Regions from separate parts of the Gossypium hirsutum genome. Here region 2 is linked to region 1. A link is a contact called in public Hi-C data. All regions are on one chromosome and are shown on one strand. The core of a region is the stretch at or near the end of the contact, and the rest is flanking DNA. Distances in the headings are between cores, read along the strand shown. Region 1 has its middle 66 kb from the start of LOC107911450. Region 2 holds the start of LOC107913662 (ethylene-responsive transcription factor ERF060).

Region 1 (3,851 bases), core at 741-3,240:
AATGTCACAAGTGAATTAATTCACAAACGTGTTCATAATTAATTCATCTTGGTTCTAGTCCAATGTATCATTCTACTAATGAATACATCTATGTCTCTACCCGTGGAGTCAACTACTTCGATAGCCAAGACTAGCCATCTCCCCAATTGGAATTATCGACGACATAATAATCCTTATCAGTATTTGAATCAAATGCTCACTTCAATTCTTTTACGAGACTACGGGCTTATTTAGATTATTTACCAAAGTAAGTTATCTTTCTCGCAATGTAAACATTCTTACAATGCCACTTATCTTCAGTTTGAAATTAGACAATCAATGAACAAATATTTGTTTGTCACAATTTCGCTATGTATGCAAAATATAAAAGACAGAAATTCAAAATACATAATAATAAAATGTGAAATTAAATTTATTTATTTATTCATCGTTCAAATAAATAGAAAATATTTACATGTTTACTACAATATGGACACATTTCCCAACAGACTTGTGGCATAATTAAGCTAGGGGTAGAAAACTTGCATTGAAAGGTTTATCTAGGTACACCCGACCTGGTACATGGCTTATCCAATTTCCTTCATGAATACTCATGGGAGAGACCCGATCGAATATGGAGAAAATGTCGAAGTAAGTACAGTGGTAACTCCAGTGACTAGCGGTTTGGCTTTGTGACAGTTTTTATGGTCTATACTTTCTCCTTTTTTATGGATATTAAAATCATATGCTGGAATTGTCAAGGGGCTGCAAGCTCCAAATTCAGTGCTATCTTACAAAATATTTTGAGGTATCATAAATTGGATATTTTAGTTTCACCTGAAATGAGAATAAGTGGGAAAAAAGTAGATGAGGTAATAAGGAGAACAAAGTTTGATTGTTCATTTAGAGTAGAAGCAAAGGGATTCTCTAGAATGAGAATTTGATGATTGATATCGTTGAGGTGTCAAATCAAGTCGTCCATTGTCATCGTGTGAAGCAAGGTATGAAATAAAGTATCCTTTTTATTGTTGTTTATGCTACTCCAAACGCTTCAAAACGTAAGTTGTTATGGAATTATCTTGTATCTTTGAGGCCTCAAGGGAATGTACCATGGCTTTTTGGAGGATATTTTAATGTGTTTGTGTCCAATGAAGAGAGAAAATGAGGGGCAAGGGTGCGTTTGGGTATTGATGTGCTTTTCTGGGACTTTATGTTTGATCATGGAATGGTTGATTTGGGTTATAAAAGGTCATCTTTCACTTGGATTAGGGGATCACTTTTCCAATTTCTAGATGGTTCATTTGTAATGCAGATTGGATTGATTTGTTTCTTGATTCTTCTGTGGCTCATCTTCAACGTATAGGCTCTGATTATCGACTGATTTGTCTCTCTAATGTTATTCAAAGTATTCCCAATATGCTAAAGCCTTTTAGATTTGTTACTCATCTTCAATGTATATCCATTGAAATTTGTTTCTGTAGCAATGTTCTCTACATTTATATTATCTGCATATAATTCATGTAATGTAATATTATGCATAGCCATTCTTTTTTACATTTGTTTCTGTAGCAATGTTCTCTACATAGCCATTGGAATTTACTGATTGGAATCAAACAATGTTGAGCTCCCGGCCCTTTCAACTGCCAAATTAAATTTAAAATAAAACTTATTTTATTTTAAGTAAAACTTTTAAAATAAAAAAAGGTTGAGCTTTAACATTTTAAGTAATCTTATTTTATTTTTTTGTTCATTATATACAAAAAAAATATAATTTGATATTTGATATAATTTTAATAACAATTAATTTTAATAACAATTAGTTTTAAGAAAAAAGACGGGCCGGGCTTTATATTTTTTCCACGGGCCGGGCTTGAGAAAAATCTCAAACCCATATTTCGGGCCGAGCCGGGCCCGGGCCTAGGAATCGAGCTGAAATTTTTTTCCAGGCCTGGCCCGGCCCATGAGCACTTCTAGGCACCATCTCATAGTTCAACTATGGACGGTGGGCTTTGACCCATCGAGACCTTTCCCAAATAGGGTATTAGCCTGGATTCGCTTTTCGGGTCTGCCAGGGTTCCTATACCAAAAGAAAATATTAGAAGAGATTAAAAGTTTAAGTGGGAAAGTGGTAAAACTTGATATTAAATGGAGTGTGGTGCGAGGGGGTAGTTTGCTCATATGGCTGTGGTTGTTGATCAAGAGAAACCTCTAACCTCGCAAGTTTGAGTCAACGGTCGATTACAACGAGTGGATTTTGAGCCTTCGATCCGTGGATGGTGGTCAAACTTAAATTTCAACGCAAATAGGACGAAAATCGTAGGCTTAAAGCAAAAATTTCGGGGGAATTTTTGGAAGGTTCTAGATTTGGAGCTTTGTCCTTTCTAGATATGGAGGCTCAAATGGCAGATATGGGGGCACCAACTAAGGGACTAGGGAATATTAGGTTTAATAAGGTTGCCTTTCTTAAAAATTTAAAAGGCAAGGGGCTGGAATTGATGAATGGGTTGGCGGTTGGAGGAAAATTAGATGAGGGTCAGTTGGGCCACAGTGAGGAAATAAATCAGGGCTTTTGGGGGAGATTTACGCTGGGCAGGAGCTGGGGGCGTTTGGCCAGAATTCGGCGCGAGTTGAAGGCGTGTCGCATGAGGGTGCTGAATCGCAACAACCAACAAGCCTCACGCCTAAGTGTCCTGGGCCCCAGTAGGCAGTGGGCTATCCGCAGGAAAATAGTGGGTCATAGTAGGTAATGGGTCAAAATCCTATTTCCTTGGATTTGGGTTCAAATGAGGCAACGGATTGGTGCAAAAAAACCCAACTGCTCCAATTTCTCTTCCAAAAGATAAGGCAATCTCCTTACATGTGAATCCTACTTTCGAAGGACGGCATAGGGTAAAAGTGACTTTAATTGCTAATGTCCTTGACCTTAAAAGACATACAATAGTTACTTTCAAGGAGAATTTGGATAAAAATTCCAAATCCAAAATGGGGAAAGGATTATTAATGGCGCATAGGAATCCTTCTAGTATTTCTAGAGGGCATGGTGTTGAAAGCCGAAAAGAAAGTGGCATAATGGGAAATCGGTAATTAAATCTATTTGCAGGCATAGGGGAAGATTTAAACCTACGGGTAGTTCACGAGTCTCTCTTCAGGAAGCTATGGGATCTATGGCAGAGTTTATTAGCACACAAGTTGATACGAACTCACTTACAGGATGTAATTGAGTCATTTGATTGCCCGAACGAAAATTAAGTAGTTCTCATTTTAGTTTAACACAAGGGTAAATTTAAGAAGATAGTTTAAATAGGCAACCAATAAAATAAAGATAGTTTCATGGGAAAAGGTGGATAAAAGAACTTAAAACAAGAAAAAACCCTTAATAGCAATTAAAGACCCGGATCTTATAAGTTTTAAGGTGAAAAATATGAATAGCTGGATAGGATCGTGACCCACTATCTAGCAAGATAGGAACCAATGGTTTAAGATTGAACGCCACACATGGAAGAGTGATAAGTTCAAGAAAGAAATAAGGCTGACACCACTAGCTTAGCTAGATAAGTCAAGTTGAATCCCAAAGAAAAATAAGAGTGAATAACTCACCAAGTTATAATTCATATAATCAAAGTCTGAAGTAACCTTCAAAAGGTTTACAAGTGAATTATTTATAGCCTGATAATATCCAGCCGAATAGACATAAGTTAAATATAAAAAACATAGAATTAAAGTGACTTAATTTCCAGCTGAAAATCAATTGAATGGCGTCAATAAGCTGCTATCCATTGAGAAGCCCAAATAGTCTTTAAGAATGTATTCTTGGATGTAACTCTCCACTCTATGCCTTTTACCACTCAAATTCACTTCTCGAAATTCTTGTA
Region 2 (3,851 bases), core at 628-3,127, 160 kb after region 1:
ATTAAAGAACAAAAAAGTACGTTAACTATAAATAATATAAATATATAGACATATTCGAAAGAAAACTTTACAGTCGACCTCCAGTAATGATGCAAATAAACATAAACTTGAAGCTCTCCAAAAGCCATTGCTAGGAAAAAAAGGTACCAGCAAGAGCAGTCTAGGAGGAGATGCCTCTCTGTTACACATATTTATAACAACATACAGATTCTAAACTGACACCTAATTAACCTCTACAAATGTCAAAAATTTCATTGTAGAGATCACTGCAGACCCACTAAAAAGACCTACATGACCAAACAAAAGATACTTGACCTAAGAAATTACAATAAGATTACATGATAGTAGCTGTAATTTTTTTTTTCTTTTAAGACTCAGATAGTTCCCTGATGGCTTCCCAATCAATTTCCACTGAAGGGTACTTTTCCAAACCGAAAATTTCGTTGTCATCCCACTTTGAATCAGAGAAATCGAAGAAAGTGATATCAGATTCTGGTGAAGAAGATCCTGCCAATGACTCATCGGATAAATCCGGGGATGGGGATGAGGATGATGATGATGACAGGGAGTTCATCTCAACTTTAGGACTAGCAAATCTTGGAGACTGATCAAACTCCTCACGCTTCACAGGGTAATCAAACTCAACCTTGGGCTTTGAATCGTGAACAGAACAGGCCTTTCCTGAATTCTCTTGTTTCTGTAAGCTCTGGCAGATGGCTTGGAGCTTTGCATCAACTGCAGAATGGAGGGGCTTGTAGTCACCAAATTCTCCAGAAATATGAGCTCCTTGGTGCTTGAGGTGGGGGAAGTTGAGCCTGGCAAACTCTCCTCTAAGCTTATAGGCAGCCTTGTCATAAGCCAAAGCTGCTGCTTCTGCTGTATCGAAAGTGCCAAGCCAAAGGCGAGTTCGGTTCTTGGGGAGTCTGATTTCAGCTACCCATTTGCCCCAGTGCCTCTGTCTCACCCCTCTGTACAGCTTGGTAGGCTTTGAAGGGGTGGAAGACACATGTTTCATGGGGACAGCTTTTGGGGAAAGAAAGTTGAACCTTTGGTTTTTTAGGGATGCGGTCGTAGGCCTAGAAGCAACCTGCTGCTGCTGCTGCTGCTGCTGATAGACTTGAGCTTGGATTTGGAGGATTTGAGAAGGGGTGAGTTGGTTTAGCCCAATTGAACCTGTTTGCTCAAAACCCATCAAGTTTTGATAGTTACAGAACCCTTGTTCTGAGCACAAATGGGTCCTCCATGGGGAGAAAAATTCAGGATACAGGTTAGACTGTGAATATGAAGAAGAAGAAGATAAAGGAGAGGTAGATGAAGCACTTTTCATAAAAGGTTCAAGCGCTTTCATCAACTCCGCACTAAAAGGATCTGAGAAAACTGAGCTGTTGCTGCTGCTATTATACATATCTATAGCTGCTGCCATATTCAATAACTAGGTAAAAACCTGTATCTTAACCAAAACCAAAGAACAGGTACTAGTTTGATTAAAAAAAAAAACAACCTTGAGGGACCAAAAATAAACCCTCTTAGCTGATGATAATAAATATTGAAAAACAAAAACAAAAAAGGGAAATCTGGATCTCTATTCTGGGATCACCTGGCTTTCAGAAAAACCAAAAACACCTGCTATGATAGTTTAGGTTTGTTCTTGACAGAAACTTTTTCGGCTTGAAAGACAGACGATTACAGAAAGGGATTCAGAGAAGCGGGGAGTTACAGAAAAGGGGGGGATTAAGAAGAAAACTGAAAATGCTCGCACACTGTTGAAAATTCTGAAAACTCTCAATTGTTTATTTTATTTTCTGGAGTGGCCTCACCTTGGTGTTTTACTCTCATGCATTTCCAGGGTCACCTTATCTCTATTTATATAACCCTCTACCCATGTGCTTCTCTCTCAAATCCCTTTAGATTTTTTAATTAATTAATTAATTAAATTTATCACCTTCCTTCTCGTCAACTTTCAAGGATGCCTAATAATGCCTTTATTCGGTGGGGACAAAGGAAGTTACTGGGCTCCAATGGGGATTCGCCATTTACTTGAAACGTTAACCGGCAGGTGTCAGCCAGCAGAAGGGTAGTTTTATACGTGTCTTACAGCGATTGGTGAAATTTGGTTGACTGTGCTGGGGTTAGCCTTTTTACAATTTAATGATCTTTTTTGTCCTGTTGTGTTTGATTTGCGGCAAAGCCTGACCTGTCTGATGGAATTTCATATTCATAAAGCAAAATAGGTGCCTTCTGTGGTCCGCACCTTTTAGATGCTCTGAAACGGTGGCTACACGGTCTCTAATTTTTTTTTTTACAAGTTTTTTTATACAATATTAGGTGAGATCAAGTAACACAAATTAAATTTACACTAAAAAAAACACAATTTAAATTAGTATGAAATATATGTCTAATAAGAATTTCAAGTCACAGTTTTATATATGTAAAAATAAATTATTATAAGTTTTATAATATGAAGTTAGTAATTTTATTATGGTATAATAAAAATTTTAATTTTTAATCTTTATATCTTTTGTCATTTTGATTATTATTTATTTTTTAATTAAATTTAGTTCTTAATCTTTTAAAAGAGTTGAATGTGACCATTAATCTTTTAAAAATACTCAAATTTTTATTTTTTTAACGAAAATATTGACTAAAATGTTATATTTTTAGACATAACTTGTATAGCAATCCACGTGTAATTCATACTATTTTTTGAATTATTATGAACATTTTATATTTTTTTAAAAATTTTGAGTTATTTTATTAAATTTTTTTGAATGTTTTATAATTATTAAATTATTTGTTGATGTTACATAAAGACAAATAGTATTATGTCATCATGAAGTACATTTAAATACTTTTGCAGGTTACCATACCAGCATCGTTAAAAAATTAATGCATTAACCAACATTTCTTTTAAAGACAGTGATTTGACTACTTTTTGAAGTCTTAAGAGACAATTTTAATTAAAAAAAAGAATAAAGGCCAAATTGATAAAAAAAAAAAGATATAAACGTTAAGGACTAAATTTATCATTATGTATTTTACAATGTTTAGTGAGAACTGGGAAATTTATAATTTTATTTTCATATTATAAGATCAATATTTTCATATTTGTATAAAATTGTTGACAATATTAATGAAAATTTATTTAAGTGATTATTTAATCTCATAAAATATAACTAGATTATGACACATTGACAATGTTAGTAAAAACAATTATATAATATATTAATTTAAAAATTGACATGAAAATTAAATATTGACTTTGGTTAAAATGATAAAGTGGAGGGAGTGAATGTTAAGATGATATGAATTTGAACTTTGATGCATGTATATATTTTTCTAAATTATCGAAATAAAGACATAAATACCCAAAAAAATATTTTCTTCTTCGAAAAAGTAATTTTTTTAATAAATTCATAATTAAGTTGGTTTCCGGCTTATAGTGAAATAAAGGATGTGGGCAAAAAATTTTGGGTAATAATATTAAAATGTACATAAATAATAATAATAATAATAATAATAATAATAATATTTTAGTTAAAGTGATAGAGTTGAAGTTTTATAAATGTCAGTGGTATGGATTCAAACTTCTCTAAATGTAACATATTTTGTTAGTTTTATTAAAAAAAAGTAAGAACACTCTTATATTAATATAAATTATTTTAAATATGAAAAGATATTTTATAATTTTTCTAATTAAATTTGTAAGACTAATCAATTAGGAATTTTTAAAGATATTATGAATTAATAGATAGAAGAACTAAAGCAATAAAATTTATTTATTTAAAACACATACTTCTCGTATTTGAACTCATATTACAACTCTATGATTACTAGATAAAATAATGATAAGA

The links. Hi-C and Micro-C count contacts between places; a contact is called where the count stands out from the background.
Region 2: a Hi-C map of leaf shows a contact between it and region 1, with 2.0 times the contacts expected there. The contact joins the promoter of LOC107913662 here to the enhancer-like site in region 1. A contact is called at or near these places in 14 of 34 Hi-C or Micro-C datasets (anther, callus, hypocotyl and 2 more).

The regions. Positions count from the first base shown.
Region 1 is chrD11:36,534,556-36,538,406 of Gossypium_hirsutum_v2.1, forward strand. No RefSeq gene overlaps it. Among protein-coding and RNA genes, the nearest start is that of LOC107911450, 66 kb to the left of the region's middle. Within about 2 kb of position 1,991, at least 9 of the 9 cell types and tissues checked have an H3K27ac peak or open chromatin away from gene starts, as enhancers often do. A contact at or near this core is called in hypocotyl and leaf, where this site is marked.
Region 2 is chrD11:36,699,388-36,703,238 of Gossypium_hirsutum_v2.1, forward strand. It overlaps LOC107913662 (ethylene-responsive transcription factor ERF060), which reads right to left and starts at 1,878. Exons shown (of 1, transcript XM_016842312.2): 1 at 22-1,878. The coding sequence starts at 1,423. The coding sequence ends at 368.